Linked DNA regions of Mus musculus: region 1 is linked to region 2. A link is a contact called in public Hi-C data. All regions are on one chromosome and are shown on one strand. Each heading gives the region's core, a stretch centred on a gene start, on an enhancer-like site or on the middle of the called end of the contact. The rest is flanking DNA. Distances are from core to core; before and after follow the strand shown. Region 1 has its middle 35 kb from the start of Cd93. Region 2 holds the start of Thbd (thrombomodulin).

Region 1 (4,718 bases), core at 1,459-3,958, 70 kb after region 2:
ACAATAAAAATTTCTAATTGAAAAGGAAAGTAGTTGACAACGTTATACCCTAAATGTCTAGATTCTTAGGATTATTCCCTTTAAGATCCCCTGAAAACTTATGTAAACATGAAAAGTAGTGGCAAAATCAGATTGCCGTGAGGAACAAATCTTATGCATCCGAGTGGACTGGGACACATATAACATGATGTGAGGAGCAACAGAATAATGGCCTTTGTATGGAATGAAGCAATGACCATAAAACATTCTCTCTCCACAGACTGTCTGAAGGGCTCTTCCTTCACCACTGTGACATTTACTGCAGCCTGTGGAATAACAGCACATGTCTGTAAAATCTCACTTCAGGATGGAAGGAGTTTCTGTTGAAGCAAAGAGGTGTTCTGGAAAAGTTGTTTGGCCATATGAGCCGAGTGTTGATTCTTATGCTTGCTGCCTTGTCAGCTCCCAGTGGGCAGAAACTGTCATAGACAGGAATGAGCTGCTGTGAGGTGAAGTCGGGGTGCTTGGATTGAGCAGGAAACAACAATAAAGAAGCTCTATATGGGTTTGCTCAACAGCCACTGAGGGAAGGACTCTAGCCCTACTGGCCAGTGATTGACATCAGCAATGGCCCTGGGATAGTTTGATGGACACTTTGCTCTTCTAGTTTTTCCTATGATGCTCACCAGGCCTGCTGATGTCCTCCGCCATGTGACTAGACCTCCAGCAAGGTCACATCTAGCACTGTTTCTCTCTCCCCAGGAAACTGGTGAGGCCCACACAGCAGGGTAGGGAAGATCTTATGATGAGAACCAGAGCTTCAACCCAGAAGAGCAGTGAGAGCAGCAATGACTAATTTGATTATCAACTTATCATGTTTTCAAACATTCATAACAACCATGGGAGGGGGTCCCAACGGTTAGGTCAATCTTATTCAAAGCTGAGGTACTGACGTCTGTAGAAACTATCCTGGGTCAAGGTCATGGTCTGGTGTGATTTGAATTCCAATCGTTTGACTCTGCTCCAATGCTTGATGCATGACTCGTGAAGCAGGTCTAGCCACATAGGACAGACATTCAGAGACTGAGGACAAGACCAAAGTGTTCTGCATATTGCTGGGTTCCAAACAAGCATCATGGCAAGGTTGGTTCTCATGCCCAAGATTCTATTACAGTAAAATATATGAAACACAACTCACTGGAACTTCTTGGAGGAAAGCTTGCTATCCAAGTACCAGCATCATGAGGCTCAGTGAGGACCTAGCTGTTTACTAAGTACAGATCTTGGATTGGGGAGAGGAGAGGGGGCTGTTCACACCCCTCTCCCCCCAAAGCCACATATTCAGAAGACATGATACTAGAGATTGAAATTCCCACTCCTAAAGCTCACATTCTCTACAATTACAAATCTATAAAGTGTAAAATCTCCAAAACCACAATTCTAAAATATTAAAATCCCACACATTGAAATTCCAAAGTCTGAAATCCATCAAACCTCAAGTCCTATGGAGGGGAATCCTGAAAACCATATGACGACAGCAAAATCTCCCTTTCAGAAATGCATCACTTTCTATACTCATGCATCCTTTCTAGCGGCTGAACTCTCAAGAGCATCTAAAAAAACTAAAACTATCTGCCTGGAGAAGCCAGGGAAGCCTCTGGCTGGTTGGAAATGGTCTTGTGCTGGGTAGGGCAGGATGCTGCTTAAAACACACTTCTGGTGTGCTTCACCAGGACTGTGCCCAAGACTTCACCAAGACTGTGACAGATATGAGGACATATAAGAGGGGAGGAAGTGAAGGAGCTCCATGTGACAGAGAAGACAGGGACATTTGATAATGGCTGCAGAGCCTGTCAAAAAAACAACAGCATTTCCACTGTTGCCCAGGGCGTTGCTTTCCCAGCTGTCTCCCTCTTCTTCTGTTTTCCATGGAAACTGAGACTTTGGGAATTTTACATTTGAAGATTACAACATTTTGGACTTGTAATCTACTGGGACTGTGATTTACCAAATTTTAGATTTTAGGGGATTTTGATCATTTCCTATCAGTGCTTATAATTGTGGTGTTCAGGACTTTATACTTCTGGAGTATGACTTATACCAGAGTAGTCCATCATCCTGTAACATTTCCATGAGACAGGTATCACAGACTAAACAGAACCCAGAAGCTCAGACTGTTATAAAATCAAATAAGACTATTAAGAACTCATAAATGCAAAAAATTGTTTTTTTTCATATTTACTTAGGAGTTTACATAGTTTGTTTTATAATAATGGCATTATTATTACTATGTAATAATGACTGATACTTTTTCTGCCAACTCTGGGAAACATGAACAGCCCAGCATGCCAATGAACACAAGGGTCCTGTCCCTAGGACCCTAATTGGGCACAAAGGGGTTCCTATGACACAGTAAAAGATAGGGTTCAGCTAGTTTAGGGATGCCTGACAATGGGAAGACATACATGCAAGAAGACAAATATAGTCAGAAAATACCCCCCCCCAAGATGCTATATAGTGGCGGAGCACAACTTCAGTCCAGCTAGCAGGCTACAGGTTAAGCCCTAATAAGGAGCCTAAGGTTTTCTTCTGCAAAACCAAGATAGGACTTCAGGAAATGTGTCAGATCAGTCCTTTTATTAGATTCAAGGTCCAGGAAATAGTGTCAGCCTTACTGGGCAGCTGTTGATTTCATTACACAAAGGATTCTCCCGGCTAGTCAGTGGGAACAAGCTCCTCCTTGTTGGGCACTCGAGGTCTGTGAGTCACTGCTAGTTGCCTAGGTGACATGGTGCTTTGTCCCAAGCTGGTGTGCAGGGCTGGACATTAGCTATCTTACAACTATGTTCTTGCCTTCTGCATTTTTTTCTTGCTGTCAAATACTACATGCCAGAAACCCACTTTCAGAAAAGCAGCTAGGATGGGGCTCAGTAATGTTAAGGTTTAGGGAAGACTGTTAATTTAAAAGCTTTAATAAATGATTGGATATATGTCTCAGTTGTAGAACACTTGTCTAATGTATGCATGTAAAGGACCCCTTGTCCTAGCCTCAACACTTCAGAAAAGAGAAACACAATGAATGAGAAAATAAGTTTGCTTTTGCCTCAGACTTGGCTTATAAATTTTATATAGTTGAGGGATGAAGAGACAGCTCCATGGCTAAGAGCACATGCTGTTCTTGCAGAGGGCCTACGTTCAGTTCCCAGCACTCACATGATGGCTCACAAATATTTGTAATTCCAGGTGAGGGGGGGGTCTAATGCCCTCTTATAACCTCTGAGGGCACTGGGCATGTAGGTAGAGCACATATAGCTATGCAGGCAAAACATTAATATACATAAAACCTTTTTAAAAACTAATTATATATACTGAAGGGTTTAATAATTCATTAATGTCATAAGAATAAAAATGACAGGAAGAGAATAAGTTTTTAGACTATTGCATTGAGATCTATTAACCCAGTCTCACATATAGCATCTGTTTTTGACCCAGAACAAGTTCGTTGACTCTGCCAGGACTTCAGTTTTTGTTACACTGATTTAGTGTTATCTGTATCACTTAAAAACCTTTTAAGGTTACAAAGCACAAAACACTATTGGAGGACTTAGCTTCATGGTGAAAATAGACCGCTGATTTGGAGAGACCTTCATCTCCCTGAGGCTATAGGCAACCAATGTGTAGACAGCCAAGGCTGAATGTTGAGAGCCACGACTTGCAGTGAGTACTTAGAGTTCATAATTAGAAGAATTCTTTCAAATCCATGGAAGCATGGAACCCCCCCCCCATTTCTCCCAGACGGCCAGGAATGTGGGCTTCCTGTTCTCCAGCTGCTCAGCGAGGTATCCAGGAATTAATACAAACCCACATCTACACAGAGTTCCTGCTGCTGTGTAGCTCCTGTGCATGGCAAGGGATTTAAACTGTTGGTTTCTCAATTTAGTTTAAAGAAAAGTGCCTAGATCATTTTCGATAACTCCTTAATTTAAGGCATTTAATTTGGGACCTTTTGGGGGTGGGGATGGGGACAAGTGAGATGGACAGAGGACCTCTGCTATAATAAAAAGTTCCTCCGTTTTCCCTGAAAGCCAAGACAGCACCTTGAATGCTTCAGATCTGTTTCTAGAGTAGACTGCAAGCCTGTTGGCTCAGCATTCCTGAGCCAGACTCCTAAGCTAGGGGTCACTGGTGGGGAAAGAAGGCTTAGAGACTCCAGACCAGGCACTGGTTGATCTTTTATATTAAAGGTCATAATAGAGTTGAGCCTTGTTTACCTGTATTTCAGGTGTGGTTATAATGGCTCTGACATTCATTAGTCCTCAAGAGTCAACATAAAGAACACCATGCTACTTTGAGACATCCAGGAGATGGTGGTGGCTGAAGTTATGTGACAGGAAGCAGAGGCTGGTAGATACGTTATTTTCGGAACACGTTGGGGTGGGACAGTGTGCCGGAGATTTAACCCAGGGCCTTGTCCATACTAAGCGTGTTCTCTACCTCCACACCGCACCGCAGTCCCTGCTGTGTTACTTTCCAACTGAAAAGTGAGACCGAATTTTTAATATTTAATTTCTACTGAGGCTACATATGAAAGAACGTTTTAGGTAGTGCAACATCATCACACTAAAGCATGAGATTCAAAGTAATACGACGTGTTAAAGTCTACCATGGAGAGTCACATCAGCCCTTTTGTGAATAGCGTTTCTGTTGCTCCAGCCACACTCTGTTCCCAAGCGCCGAGC
Region 2 (4,836 bases), core at 2,239-4,738:
GGCACTATCTAGAGGTGTGTACCTTCTCATTTTATTGTATCCAGAAAGCAAAGCTATGCAGAGAAAATTCCTCAGTTTCTTGATAATAAATGGCCTTAACATGGCCTGCTACTTATTATTAACCGACATTTAAATGTTCTACAAAGGTTGGAAACTCTTAAGACCAGTTGTCCTGAAATGACTGGACAATGTCCCTGTGGATGTTGTCAAAATGCAGATTCTTATGAACTGGCACACTGGGGTGGGGCAGGGGTGGGGGCTAGGATTTTGCAATTCTAGCCAGATCCCAAGCGAGGTCCCAATTCTTGTGTACAGGCCAGTGGCCAGGGCTAGAAGATCCCTCTGAATTACGAGATATTGTTCAAGAGTCTCATTAAAAGAAAGCCCCATCTAGGCACCCCCAGACTCCATTCCCAAGTTTCCATGTTTCCCTCAGCAGCACATTGCTTGTATTTCGGGACTACAAGGGGCAGGCACAGTTGAGAGTCAGCTCGGCACGAAGCACACAACTCATGCTTTACTGGAAGGTGCTTCCATCTGTCAGGCTCTGATATGTTGAGGCAGGACCACATACATCCTTGGAAAGCTATGAATGTGGCCCAGTATGTCTCAAGATAGCAATGTCCTATTGTCATGTCAAAGGGTTGGACAAAGGATCCTCTGCACATTTTGAACACTGTCAAAAATTAATAACACTGTAGAGCCTGCATAAAAATCTTAACAATAATGACCTCTTTTGTCATTCCCATTCAAAACAACAGCAACAATCATAAAACCCAGGCTCACCCTTTCAAAAACAAAGATTTCAAAAAAAAAAAAAACCCTACTTCCTTAAGTTTATTTTCTGTGACATTCCAGCACTATTGACTAGTTAGTGTTCAGCTGAAATATTTTAGCTTTTGTTAAAATTCTTTTGCTTTGGTTACCTGAAATTTCTGACTAAATACCCAAAGCCAGTGAAAAAGAACGTTTTCTGCTTTTAGTGTTTCTTTTCTGTTTCACATAAGAGTTTGGAAACAACGGTAAGGGCAAAGTTATGATCAGGTTTGGGGAGGAGAATGACAGGAGGGGGGGAATGGAGGGACTGAGAAAGCTGTGGGGGGCTGGAGACTTACAAGCAGAAGAAAACTGGAGGGAAGAAAATACTAAATACTTTAAAAAAAATAAATATCTGGGTCATCTCCAGCCCATGGGGTCAAGGTTTGCCTTCAAGCCTACAGATCAGCAGCACTAGGAGGTGAGGTGAGGGACTGGGGTACTCTGGGATCTCCGCTGTATTTGCCACCTCCGCCCAGTTGTCCAGTATCTACTTGGAAGAAACTGGGCTGTCCTGCTTCAAGTCCTCCCTACCCTCGCTTGTCCTGAGAGGATGGGCTCTTCTCTGGTTATTATACCAGCCAGGGTGCTTTTAAGTTGCCAGAGAACACAGCTGGGAGGCTGGAGAGAGAGAGAGGAGAGGAGAGGTACAGAGCCCGGAAAGACAAAGGCCACCTGGGTCTCTGGAGCAAATCCCTCAGAACTTCTGCAGCGTCCGATCAGTCCTGACGTGCTGCAGCACTACCTCCTTGGCGGAAGATGCGCACTTGTACTCCAGCTCTGCACGAGCAGCGCCCTGCTTCTTGCGCAGGTGACAGAGAAGCGCCAAAAGCGCCACCACCAGGGACAGGCTGGCAATGGAGATGCCAATGAGCACGCCAGAGTGCACTGGCCTTGCAGAAGGGGGACCTGTCGGAGAGCCTGGCGTAGGGCTGACTGGAGGCTCCCCAGAGCCCTCCTCTTCCTTGGTGTCTTCCCTAACAGGGATGGGGTCACAGTCTTTGCTAATCTGACCAGCAAGGGCTGTGTCAGGCCCGCAGATACACTCATAGGAGCCAGGGAAGTTTCGACATTCACTGGTGAAGCATTCGCCTTGACTGCACTCATCAATGTCCGTGCATACGGAACCCTCGTCCAGGATGAAGCCTTCAGGGCATTCACAAACAGTAGGAGAGTTAGGGTCACAGTCTGCTGGGCACGAAGTTTCATTGCAGAACATTTCGCACTTGTGCGGTTCATCCGGCTTGGGTGCGAAGCCTGGAGCGCAGATGCATCGGTAGTCGGTGGGGCTCACTGGCTGGCACTGAAACTCGCAGTTAGATCCGAAACACGGATCCAGAAGCTCCACGCACTCTCCATCCACCAACTCATAGCCATCATAGCAGAAGCATTCGAAGCCGCCCTTGGTGTTAACACAGAGCTGGGGACATGGATTGGGCCCCTGCTTACAGTCATCCACGTCCTCACACCGGTGTCCGTCTGCAGCCAACTGGTAGCCTGTCTCACACATACAGGAGTAAGAGCCTGGCACTTCAGCGTTGCTGACACAAAAATGCTCGCAGAGTTCGTTGCACGATTGAACCACAGGTCTTGCACACGAACGTCCATCGGCCTGCAGGTCCATGTCTCTGGGGCAGAGGCATCTGGGTTCATTCGTGCTCCTATTGCACAAGTACTCACAGCCACCATTCTCCACGCTGCAATTCCAGGCTCCTGTCGCTTCCCAAGCCCAGTGTCCCTCTGAAGTTCCGGGCGGGGCCCTGCACACCAGCTCCAAGCCAAGGGGCTCCACCGCGGCGGAACTGCCTACCGGCAGCGTTTGAAAGTCCGCACCACTGACCCCGAACGGGGTGTTGTAGGTACTAGAGATGTGGGCAGCCTCAGGATCGCGAGTATTCACCGTCAGAGGCCTGCAGGAAGCTGTGAAGTAAAACTCACAGAGGAAACCCTGGGTCTCAGTCTCGCATGGCTTCTCTTCCCAGGCCGGCTCGCCGGGTGCAGCTTCAGTTGCTGTCGAGACCGTGACGCACAGAGGGCCGCAGAGTGGAGCCGTCTGGTCGTTGGGCCGCGCCCACCTGCTGTAACTGGTGTGGTTATCGCCAGTAACCCACTGGAAGCCGCGCAGGGGCCCGAGATGCACCGGGTCGTCACAGCCCTGCGGGAGCTGTAAACCGATCCAGGGCCCTAAATCCATACTGCTCTGGCTCAGCAGAAGGGAGATGACATCGGCAGCCACTGAGGAGCGCACTGTCATCAAATGTCCTTGCAGGCGCTGGCAGGCCTGGCTGGCATCGAGGAAGGTCGCGGGGCCCTGGAAAAGCGCGAAGCACTCATGCTCCACGCATTGACTGCCTGTGGGCTGCAGCTTGGCTAGTGCGGAGAGCCCCAGGCTAGCTGGAGCCAGCACACCCAGAAAGAAAATCCCAAGCATGCTGTCCAGGGGTGCACCGTGCAAGTTCCGAGAAAAGCTAGCCCTGCGCTGGTGCAGACACCCAGTCCAGGCAGAGGGGTTTCCGTATGCCTGCGGCGACAGCAGCTAGCCTCTATCACAACCTAGACGTTTCTAGCCCAGGCTCCTAGTCCCTGCGAGGCAGCCTCTAACATGCCACTCCGCTGAAGCTCCAGTTTATAAATGCGCGGCCCTCCCTCTTTGCACGTTCGGGAAAAGGAAGGAAGTGCCTGGTGGGAAGGGCTGATGCTGCGTTCTCGGATTACTGGGTTCTCCGGACGCCTTGCGCCCGCCCTCCAGCCTGGGATCACCTCTGCGCGATGAGTTAAAAAGTCTGTCTGGGCGTTGGGAGGCCCTCGGGCGTGGCCTGCAGGCGCCACCACAGAACAGAACTGTGTCAGCAAGACGACAGTTCCTGCCCCAGACTCTCCGGTATAGCCCGCGGGTAGCCTGTGTTTAAACCTCTACACACGTACACACACTCAGACGCGAACACACACACACTCACACTCACACTTCCACATAGATGCTACCAAAGTTTGGAAGATGGTCCGGTTGGTGGGGCAGGGAAAAGAAAAGTCCAGTAGAGGTGTGTCTGAGACTTGCAAGACTCTGAAAAAGGTGAGCTAAATGCAAGGCAGGAACTCAGGAAGCCTGGCTGCATTGACAATCGGAGGTTTAGGTCCCAAATGACCTTGGAGGAGGCCAGGGGAAACAATACTAGGGCAGCAAGAGGAGAGAGTGGTCTAATAACCCCAAACCCTTCTCCAGTCTCCATTCCTCTCCTGTTCTGAGCAGGCATCTCCAAGGCCAGACCCTATCTAGTTGCTTGAGAACATCGTGCAAGTTTTGTCTGGGCTCAGAGATCATGGCCCCCTTTCCCAGTTCAATTCCTGCAGAATCCTCTGGGGAAGGTGTGTTGCGTTCCTTTGTTCTGGTTTGTTTTGTTTTCCTCCAAGCCTATCTCAGACCCCTCAATGAAACTGGCCCCGGGGTGGGGAGGGGGGGAGGGGGCTTTGCAAGGAGACTGTATGAGCTACAATAGAGCCTACTTGGTTCCTTTTGACGTGATCATTTCCATCGTCATTTGAGAGTCTCAAAAGATAGAGGTGCCTACACAATCCGTTTGCTCACAAAGGGCATTGAAGAGGAGTGTCTTGTGGGCAGCTGGGAGGGGAGGAAGGGAATCTGTCACTTAAGACTTTTAGATGCTAAGCACTCACCAAGAATGTGGAGGGCTGTGTTCAAATCAAAGCTTAGCCACCTCCTCCCCACCTCTCTCATCTGCCTATTCCCCAAGCGTGCGCGTCATCACACACACACACACACACACACACACACACACACACACACACCAAGAGGACCCTGCACTCCGTGGCAGTCACTTCCACCCCACTGCCAGGAGGCGGTGCTGTTGAACTCTAGACCAATCCAAGGACAGTAGAGCATTACTTACTACAACTGCTACGGAGCAGCTCAGACTGCCTGGAGCAAAGCTGAAGGTTAGGAAATTCGTCTGTGGGAAGCCTCGCGAAGTTCCCATGGCTTACAAATGAATAGCTTCTCTGGTT

The links. Hi-C and Micro-C count contacts between places; a contact is called where the count stands out from the background.
Region 1: a contact with region 2 is called in a Hi-C map of muscle stem cells, with 2.0 times the contacts expected there. The contact joins the enhancer-like site here to the promoter of Thbd in region 2. A contact is called at or near these places in 5 of 39 promoter capture datasets (the 3T3-L1 cell line, the C10 cell line, the HPC-7 cell line and 2 more), 1 of 15 datasets of contacts at CTCF or cohesin (the NIH/3T3 cell line), 5 of 484 Hi-C or Micro-C datasets (adipose-derived mesenchymal stem cells, bone marrow-derived macrophages, muscle stem cells and 1 more), 5 of 115 datasets of contacts at active chromatin or transcription factors (the HPC-7 cell line, bone marrow-derived macrophages, embryonic stem cells and 2 more) and 3 of 9 other capture datasets (adipose tissue, embryonic stem cells and liver).

What each region holds. Positions count from the first base shown.
Region 1 is chr2:148,475,808-148,480,525 of GRCm38.p6, forward strand. No RefSeq gene overlaps it. Among named protein-coding and RNA genes, the nearest start is that of Cd93, 35 kb to the left of the region's middle. Within about 2 kb of position 2,709, at least 111 of the 459 cell types and tissues checked have an H3K27ac peak or open chromatin away from gene starts, as enhancers often do. A contact at or near this core is called in the HPC-7 cell line, adipose tissue, adipose-derived mesenchymal stem cells and 4 more, where this site is marked.
Region 2 is chr2:148,404,700-148,409,535 of GRCm38.p6, forward strand. Thbd (thrombomodulin) reads right to left here and starts at 3,489. Exons shown (of 1, transcript NM_009378.3): 1 at 1-3,489. The coding sequence starts at 3,247. The coding sequence ends at 1,514.